Regions from separate parts of the Mus musculus genome. Here region 2 is linked to region 1. The links are chromatin contacts, called in public Hi-C maps. All regions are on one chromosome and are shown on one strand. Each heading gives the region's core, a stretch centred on a gene start, on an enhancer-like site or on the middle of the called end of the contact. The rest is flanking DNA. Distances are from core to core; before and after follow the strand shown.

What was found. Hi-C and Micro-C count contacts between places; a contact is called where the count stands out from the background.
Region 2: a Hi-C map of B cells shows a contact between it and region 1, with 5 read pairs. The contact joins the promoter of Dbp here to the promoter of Josd2 in region 1. A contact is called at or near these places in 2 of 39 promoter capture datasets (erythroid cells and liver), 2 of 484 Hi-C or Micro-C datasets (B cells and cardiomyocytes) and 1 of 9 other capture datasets (liver).

What each region holds. Positions count from the first base shown.
Region 1 is chr7:44,465,515-44,469,761 of GRCm38.p6, forward strand. Josd2 (Josephin domain containing 2) reads left to right here and starts at 2,466. Exons shown (of 5, transcript NM_001205071.1): 1 at 2,466-2,676; 2 at 3,293-3,455. The coding sequence starts at 3,310. It overlaps Aspdh (aspartate dehydrogenase domain containing), which reads left to right. Exons shown (of 7, transcript NM_026690.1): 1 at 1-21; 2 at 576-720; 3 at 957-1,041; 4 at 1,150-1,299; 5 at 1,371-1,591; 6 at 1,665-1,819; 7 at 2,129-2,237. The coding sequence ends at 2,172.
Region 2 is chr7:45,703,420-45,707,666 of GRCm38.p6, forward strand. It overlaps Dbp (D site albumin promoter binding protein), which reads left to right and starts at 1,828. Exons shown (of 4, transcript NM_016974.3): 1 at 1,828-2,343; 2 at 3,187-3,597. The coding sequence starts at 2,205. Car11 (carbonic anhydrase 11) reads left to right here. Exons shown (of 9, transcript NM_009800.4): 7 at 40-194; 8 at 294-459; 9 at 1,070-1,252. The coding sequence ends at 1,095.

The DNA of each region.
Region 1 (4,247 bases), core at 1,216-3,715:
TGGTGGGCTATGGCCGCCTGGGTGAGTAAGACCTGGCCTGGGGTCTCTTTCTATGCCCTGTTCCTAATGTTCCAGAAACATTTGCTTCCATCTATCTTTCACCCCAGCCTGCCAGCCCAGCCTGCCTTCTGCCCACTCACTGGGCCTCCCTCTGTCTCTCTGTGTCTCTCCCTCTGAGAGAGTGTTTATCTCTGGGTATCTGCCTCTCTCTAGGTCTCTGTCCTTTCTCTGGGTCTCCAAGGTCTGTCTGTCTCTGTCTCTCCCCCCCCCCACCTTCCCCTCTTCTCTCTCCCATCTTCTGTCTGTCTTTCTTCTTGCTCTCATCTCTGTGTGTGTGTCTGGGTCTTTGTGTCTCTGTCTCTGTGTGTATGTGTCTCTGTGTATGTGGGGCATCTCTGTCTCTCCTTTCTAGGTTTCTATGTATTCTGTCTGTGTGTCTGTCTGCCTCTCCTCTCTGGGCTTCTGACTGTATTCTGTCTCTAGGTCCCTGACCCCCCCCCACCCCCAATCTCCCTGACTTAGGAGGGGAGGGTCTCTCTCCTTTCCTTGGATCCCTAGCCCTCCTGTCTCTGCAGGACAGTCCCTTGTGTCCCGCCTTCTGGCTCAGGGATCAGAACTGGGCCTAGAACTTGTTTTTGTGTGGAACCGTGACCCTGGACGGATGGCAGGGAGTGTGCCCCCTGCCCTGCAGCTCCAAGACCTCACTGCCCTTGAGGAAAGGTCAGCGCCCCACAGAAGGAGCCTCCCCAAAGCTGCTTCCTGCCTCCCTGTGTCAGACAACCCTTTGACCCTTTCTGAGTCTCAGTGCATATAAAGAGAAACTAGAATGCACCCACTATCCCACTCCCCTCCCTCAGCCAGGGTAAGCAGTGCTATCCCTCCAAACCCTGAGGACCTGGGAGACAGGAGACCTGACTCTTCTCCAAGGCCCTCCCCCTCCATGTCTCTCTTCCTAGGCACCCTGACCTTGTGGTAGAAGTGGCCCACCCCAAAATAATCCATGAATCTGGGGCACAAATCCTTCGCCATGCAAACCTCCTGGTGAGCCTCCTTGCCCCTCAGTGAGTCCCTCTCTGTGTTGGCTGCATCCCACCCTCCAGCAGTAATCTGGGTCTTGGCCTTGCCTCTCTCTACCATCCGTGTCCCAAGGTGGGATCCCCCTCAGCTCTGGCTGACCAGACCACAGAGCAGCAGCTCCTGGAGGCTTCAAAGCGCTGGGGCCACACTGTGTTTGTGGCCCGAGGGGCCCTATGGGGCAGTGAAGACATCAGCAGACTGGATGCAGCCGGAGGCCTCCAGGTGAGGACTGTCTGGGCTGCCAGACGGAACATGTAAGAGTCTCAATCTCCTGACCCTGCCATTGCTTCCAGAGCCTTCGAGTCACCATGGCCACACATCCTGATGGCTTCCGGCTGGAGGGACCCCTGGCTGCAGCCCACAGTAGTGGGCCCCGCACAGTGCTCTATGAGGGCCCTGTGCGTGGGCTCTGTCCCTTGGCCCCCCGAAACTCTAACACCATGGCAGCTGCTGCCCTGGCTGCCCCCAGTCTAGGCTTCGACCGTGTCATTGGGGTGCTTGTGGCTGACCTTAGGTAAGCACAGGGCGTAGGTGGCACAGCTGTGTACACTCCGGGTGGACTGACTGCACTTCTCTGCCGGCTGCAGCCTCACCGACATGCACGTGGTGGATGTGGAGCTGCTAGGACCCCCAGGGCCTTCAGGTCGCAGCTTTGCCGTGCACACCCACAGAGAGAACCCAGCCCAGCCTGGCGCTGTCACCGGCTCTGCTACTGTTACAGCCTTCTGGCACAGCCTACTGGGTGCGGCAGGCCCCTCCAAGGGTCCCTTGGCGTTTGTGCTCGGCAGAGCTCACATGTTGGGTGTCCCAACCCCAGTTTTCTGTCTTTTCTCATTCTTAGTTCTCACTCCCAGGCTCTATGAGCCTCTCTTTCCCCGCCCCGCTTTCTCTCAGCATCTGGGTCCCCCTCTAGGTCTCTACATCCACATGCCACATCTCTTTCTGAGTATCCTCCTTGACTTGTACCACATTACCTTTTCCAAAACCCACGTCCACCATGGCCACCTGCATGTGTCTGTGTTGTCATCCTAGTTTTTCATTCTCCCCACAGGCTGCTGTCAGCTCACCTCCAGACCTGGGATCCACCTCTGCTGAGTCTCCTCCCCTACTACCCTTACTGTCATATTGACAACTATGGGTCCCAGTAAACATCAGAGTTCAGCCCACTGTTCTCTTTGGCCTCTTTGGTTCCTTGTCCCCACCTCTATGTCGTCACGCTTCAGCTACACACTGAGTATGACGCCATAGCAGCAGCGTGCGAGCTCATACACAAACCAGCCCCCTGAAAGCTATCGCGAGATCACTCGTTACCACAACTCCCAGAAACCTCTAGGCAGCAGTGAGCCCTGGGAGAGAACGAGAACTGGCTGCTTTGTCCGATGGGAGTTGTAGTCCCACGCGGCAGAGCAGCCCCGGAGGACTTCCGGACTGCGCGTCCTATTTAGACGCCCTACGGAGGCCTTCGGGAATCGCAGTTCGGCGCGCGCAAGTCGCCGGGAGCTGTAGTCCCTTTCGCCTGCTCAGTCAGCGTGCTACCACCCGGTCGCTGCCTAGGGAATGCGAAAGCGGTCGGTCCCGGGGAGCAGAAAGGCCGGCGGGGTGAGGGCCAGGCGGGCGACAAGCAAAGGCGGGTGGGAGTGTGCCTGGTTGCCAGGTGACAGGAAAAGGTGGGGGCTCCTGTTGCTTAGTAACTGGTAGAGGGCCTCGTTGCCAGGTGAAGGGAGGCGAGAACCCTGGTTATTGAGGAGGGGAAGTCTTTCGTTGCTAGGCGACCAGAAGAGACCCTGTTACCCAGAGACGGGAAAGGAGGAGTCCTCCATTGCTAGGTGATCAGAAAACGGACCAGGATACCCAGAGGGTGGGGTTGTTCTGTTGCTTGGGAACTAAAAAGGTATTGTTTCCTAGGGACAGAAGGGGTGGTAGTCCATTGCTAGGTGATGATGATCAGGACCCTTTTGCTTGGAGACATGTAGTGGGGGTGGGTCTCTATTGCCAGGTGAGCAGATGAGAGCCTCTACTCCCCCCACTCCCAGGACTGGGCTCAAAAGGTGTCTCTGTGCTCTGGAGACAGCCTGGGAAATAGGGTCAGGGCCTCACGGCCTCCTAAGCTAGCCCCAGTGCCCATCTCAATGTCCATTGCCCAGGGACCCAGGAATCTAGAGAACCGAATGAGCAAGATCCTAGGTGCCTAACACCTCCTTGTCCCACCCCGCAGCAGGAGCTGAGGAGGGCATGTCTCAGGCTCCGGAAGCAAGGCCGAGTCCACCCTCAGTGTATCATGAGCGGCAGCGGCTAGAGCTGTGTGCTGTCCATGCTCTCAACAACGTCCTTCAAGAGCAGCTCTTTAGCCAGGAGGCTGCCGACGAAATCTGCAAGAGGTGACTGCCATTGTTCCCCGCCCTGGAAGAGCAGGGCTCAGAGAGGCACGGGAGCCTTCCTGGGACCCTAGCAGGGCCAAGGCTCCGATCCAGGAGCTGTTGCCTGCCCTCCCACCTGCTGCTTCTCACAGCCTCAGCCCCAGCTTTGGCCTCAACCTCTCTTATCTGAGCCTCTGTCACAACCTCCCAGCTGTCTGTTTTTCTTCTCCTGGTCGTCCTACACACAGCCCCACAGCTGCTTGCCCCCTCCTCTGCTTCTATCCCTCTTTGGTTCCCCAGAACTCCTAGGGACTAGCCCCGGGCCTTCAGGCTGAACTCAAGGCCTTGTGTGCTCGGGTCCTTGCCTACCTTTCTGCAGCTTCATCCTTCGATGTACTCCTAGGCCTCCAACAGGCTGTTCCCATGTTACACAAGGCATTTTTTTCCCCTTCTTGGTCCCTTTGTTTGCGCCTCACAATTTCAACCATCACTTTTGTAAGAAACTTTCTTGAATCTCTCTCCCCATTCCCACCTCTAGGCTGCAGGGTGCTTCTATGGGCACATAGACACCCCAGCCTGTAGTCCTTGCCCAGATCCACAGGCAGCCCTCATCTGTAAACTTCAGACTTACTTAGAACATACGCATCTCTCTTTCTCCAGCTCTTTCTCCAGGGACATGCTGAGCAGCTCGAGCTGAGGCAGATGTCACAAGGGGGAGAAGGCTGGGAGAGCTGCAGACATGAGTGGCTCCCTCTTGACACTGCTCGCCAAGGGTCCAGGCCTACAGAGGAGCAGGGCCACAGAGCTGGGGAG
Region 2 (4,247 bases), core at 578-3,077, 1.2 Mb after region 1:
TCTGGGACCCCCTTTTACGCTGACTTGATGTCTGCGCAGATGATGCCTACTTTCTTCAAGACCTGAGCCTGGAGCTCCTGTTCCCAGAATCCTTCGGCTTCATCACCTATCAGGGATCTCTCAGCACTCCTCCGTGCTCTGAGACTGTCACCTGGATCCTCATCGACAGGGCTCTCAATATTACCTCCCTCCAGGTGACTGACACCCCCACCCCCCCCCACCCCCGTGTGTGCATGCTACTCCTGTCCTGAGCACCACCCCGGTCCACTCACCCGTGGTTTCTCTTGAGGCAGATGCACTCCCTGAGACTCCTGAGCCAGAATCCCCCCTCCCAGATCTTCCAGAGCCTCAGTGGTAATGGCCGGCCCTTGCAGCCCCTGGCCCACAGAGCCTTGAGGGGCAACAGGGACCCCCGGCATCCCGAGAGGCGCTGCCGAGGCCCCAACTACCGCCTGCATGGTATGCTTAGTGTGTCCCCTCCTTCTCCACGTCCTGATAGTCTGCACTTATTCCCAGTGGTTGTCTCAGTGTGATACATCCCTTGTCCTTTCTCACCTCTCCATATGGAACAGCCTGCTGCAGCCCACCCCTCTTTGCAGCTTAGTCTAAGGCCTGACACCCTGTTTTCCTTGTGGTACAATTACATACTGGTCCATGCCCTCTGCCTACTGTTACTTGCCAAGATGGTACGGTCCAGGTCACCTGTTTACAAATGGTATGACCCTACTTAGAGCTGTAGTCTTTCTGCTATTCCCTTTCTGAGAATCAGCGTGGTACAATCCCTCTGTCTTTCTTACTGCCACTGTGGCTCGGCCCCGGGAAATCGGTTAGTTTCTTGTCTGGTTTCTCAACATGGTACAGCCCAGAAGACCATATCCTCTCCATGTACCTTTATGCAAACCAGCCTATTCTGCACGTCCCATGTGGCCTTCTTCCCTCCCTACATGGTCTGGTCCAGGAGCTGATCATTCCCCCAACTTGGTATATTCCATTCCCCCTTAGCAGCCTGACTAGTAGAGTCCTATGTGCTCAGCTCCCACACCCCTCAAGCCGGTGCTTCCCTTTGCAGTGGACGGTGGTCCTCACGGTCGCTGAGACTCCCCAACGAGGATTACGCCCGCCTGTTCTGAGTTTCCTCACCAGGGGAGGGGATTCACCCCAAAACAAAGCTATTAAAAGGACTGAATGTTTCCGGTTTCTCGGTGGTTTATCAGTCGCGATTGAGGAACATCTAGATATTAAAAAAAAAAAATCCTTCCCGAAGCCCACTTCTTTCTGCCTTAATCTGCTCTAATTGATGTTCTGCTTTTTTTCCTCAATGAGTCTGTGAACACTCGGCTCCTTTAAGAGGTACCCCTCTTGCCCCACACCCGCATCCGATAGCACGCGCAAAGCCATGTGCTTCCCCCTTCTTCCTGCCTCATTGGCCCGAAGTGGGTCACGGTCCCGCCTCCAGCGCCTCCTCCCATTGGCCAAATATAGGTCAGTGTCCCGCCTTCTTCCAAAAGGCGAGGCAACTACACAAGTTCAGCCCCTCACGCGCCTCCAGGGTCTTGGCATATCCCTTCATCTCATTGGCTGAGCGTCTCAAGGGCTCGAGACGTGATTGGTTCTTGCCAGAAGCCGGAGGAAGGCACGCGGCTGGGGTGCATGGCCCAAGTGGAGGGAGGGGGCCCGGAGGAGGGGCGCGCGCTCTGGCGTCCGGTGTTTTGGTTTAGATTTTTTTTTTTCCGCGAAAGAAGTTTGCTTTGGCCACGCCTCAAGGCTGCCACCTCCTCCTGCCCCCTCCTCCGCCCCTGGGTGCACACCTCTGGGTGCAGATTGCAAAGCTCCTTTCTTTGCGAGAAGTGCAAAATTGGCTAGAGCCAGAGACTCGCCCACTTGGTACAGAAGGAGCGCGCGCCTGTGTCCCTTGGGGACCCACAGTTGCAAAGAGACAGCTGCTTGATTTGGTCACCCACTCGCCCAGACTATAGGAGCCTCCCGGGACAGTCTTTGAGTTGCACCTTTCTGCAGAACTGACTGGTTGAACCCCCGCAGCGCTCTTAGGATTTGAAGCGTCCTGATCCTGGAGGCTTGCACGCCGCGCTCTCCCGACTCTGGGACACATTCGCCCGAACCACTGGAGTGTGCGGGTGACTGACATATCATCTCATCTCTTCGACTCTCCATGAGCTCATGAACCTGGGAGCAGGTCCACGGCAATGGCGCGGCCTCTGAGCGACAGGACCCCGGGCCCCCTGCTGCTGGGTGGCCCGGCTGGGGCCCCCCCTGGCGGGGGAGCGCTGCTTGGGCTGAGGAGCCTTCTGCAGGGAAACAGCAAGCCCAAAGAACCGGCCAGCTGTGAGTTCTAGTCCCACTGTGTTAGGGACTCAACTGTTGGGGTGGTGGTCCACGGCACCTATCAGCTAGGTGTCCCATCTTTGCTAGTCTTCATTAGGTCACTTAGGTCTTCCAGTCCATCAGCCTCCAGGACCAAATCTGACGCCTGGAGGGCCTAAGGGTCAAGTCCCTGGAGTGTTCCTACTTGAGGACAGAGTTTAGGTGCCAGACCCCTCTTTCTTTCCTTTGGCCTCAGAGTCTGGACCCCTGGAGTCCTAGGGGAAGGGAGGGGGTGTGTCGGATGCTCACACGGTGCAGACACGGGCTTGGGCGGGGCCTCGCAGGGTCACATGGAAACTAGGGATGAGGAATGTGCCTGAGCAGTGGAGCCCCTTCCAGCCCCAACAGACTGTGGGGGAGGGGATGAGGGTGCTGGGGGTGGGAGAATTACTGAGCTGTCACTTTTTCTTTCTCACCTGCCCAACCTTTCACCCACCCTGTCACTAAACCCTTCTTTCTAAACTTCCATCCTCGTTCTCTGGGTCGCTTGTGCTTGTGTTTCTTAATCCCCTCCCGGGCCCCTAACCCTATCCTTCTGTATACTTTTGCCTTTTCCCCCTCTCCGGGTCCCCGTCTCCCTGACCCTCTATTGCTGGGGCCTTGTTCTCTTTTCTCTCTGGGTCTCCCCAAGCCCCGTCTTTATCCCTCTCTTCTTTTTCTGGGTTCTCTCCCTGCCTGTACCCACCTCCCTGGGTCTTTGCCCTACGGCTCCCGTCTCCTCACTTCTCTGTATCTCCGCCATATCTCTAACTTGGGGTCCCTCCTGTGTCCCTCCACCCCATCCGGTCTCTCCCTGGCCTACAGGTCTCCTGAAGGAAAAGGAGCGCAAGGCAACTCTGCCCTCAGCCCCCGTCCCGGGACCCGGCCTGGAAACGGCGGGCCCAGCCGATGCCCCGAGTGGGGCCGTTAGTGGCGGTGGGTCCCCTCGGGGGCGCTCAGGGCCTGTGGCTGGCCCGAGTCTTTTTGCGCCGCTGCTGTGGGAACGCACTTTGCCTTTCGGGGACGTGGAATACGTGGACCTGGACGCCTTCTTGCTGGAGCACGGGCTACCGCCGAGCCCGCCGCCCCCCGGGGGCCTGTCGCCGGCACCCTCTCCAGCGCGCACTCCCGCGCCCTCCCCCGGGCCCGGCTCTTGCAGCTCCTCTTCCCCCCGCTCCTCGCCCGGGCACGCCCCCGCGCGGGCCACTCTGGGAGCCGCCGGCGGCCACCGCGCAGGTGCGGCGAAGGGGCGGGGCTGTCGGGCAGGGCGGGGCCTCGCGACACTTTTGGAAGTCTGCCCAATGAGATGCTGCGATCCTTTAGGGGACTTGGGTCCCCAAATGCGAAAGGATTATTCACTGAGAGGCAGTATTCTTCTCTAAGACAAGTTTCCTCATGTTCTTGGAGCCAAGACTAGAAACTTAGAACACCTTAGTTAACTGGAGAGTACTATCTCCAGAGTCTGGGTCCAGAATTTTGGGAAACGAGATGGGACTGGACTTCAAGGACACCAAAAATGGGAGCGAGCAGGCCAGAGCGGGGTACTACGTTCCCGGATCCTACACACGCACACACCCCATTCCCCAAGTGGATGGTGTTGCATCCTGCCTCCCAGTCTTGCAGAAGAGAATATCGGGATCCCTCTTCTGGCTTCTACAGAGGAGCTTTCCCATGTCCCTGTGTTGGGGACCTAGGATCTCAGAACTGTGGGAATCTGGATGGCAAAGAGCTTGGCAGGCCGGTTCTCCCACGATCCTCCCCCATAGCGCGGGATGGGTGGGTAGAATCATTGTAGATGTTGGAGCTGAGACCAAAAGGAACAAGAAGGGAGGCGACCCCAATCAAGACAAGGAGTCTCGATGTGGGACGCCTGGGTACACCTGTCC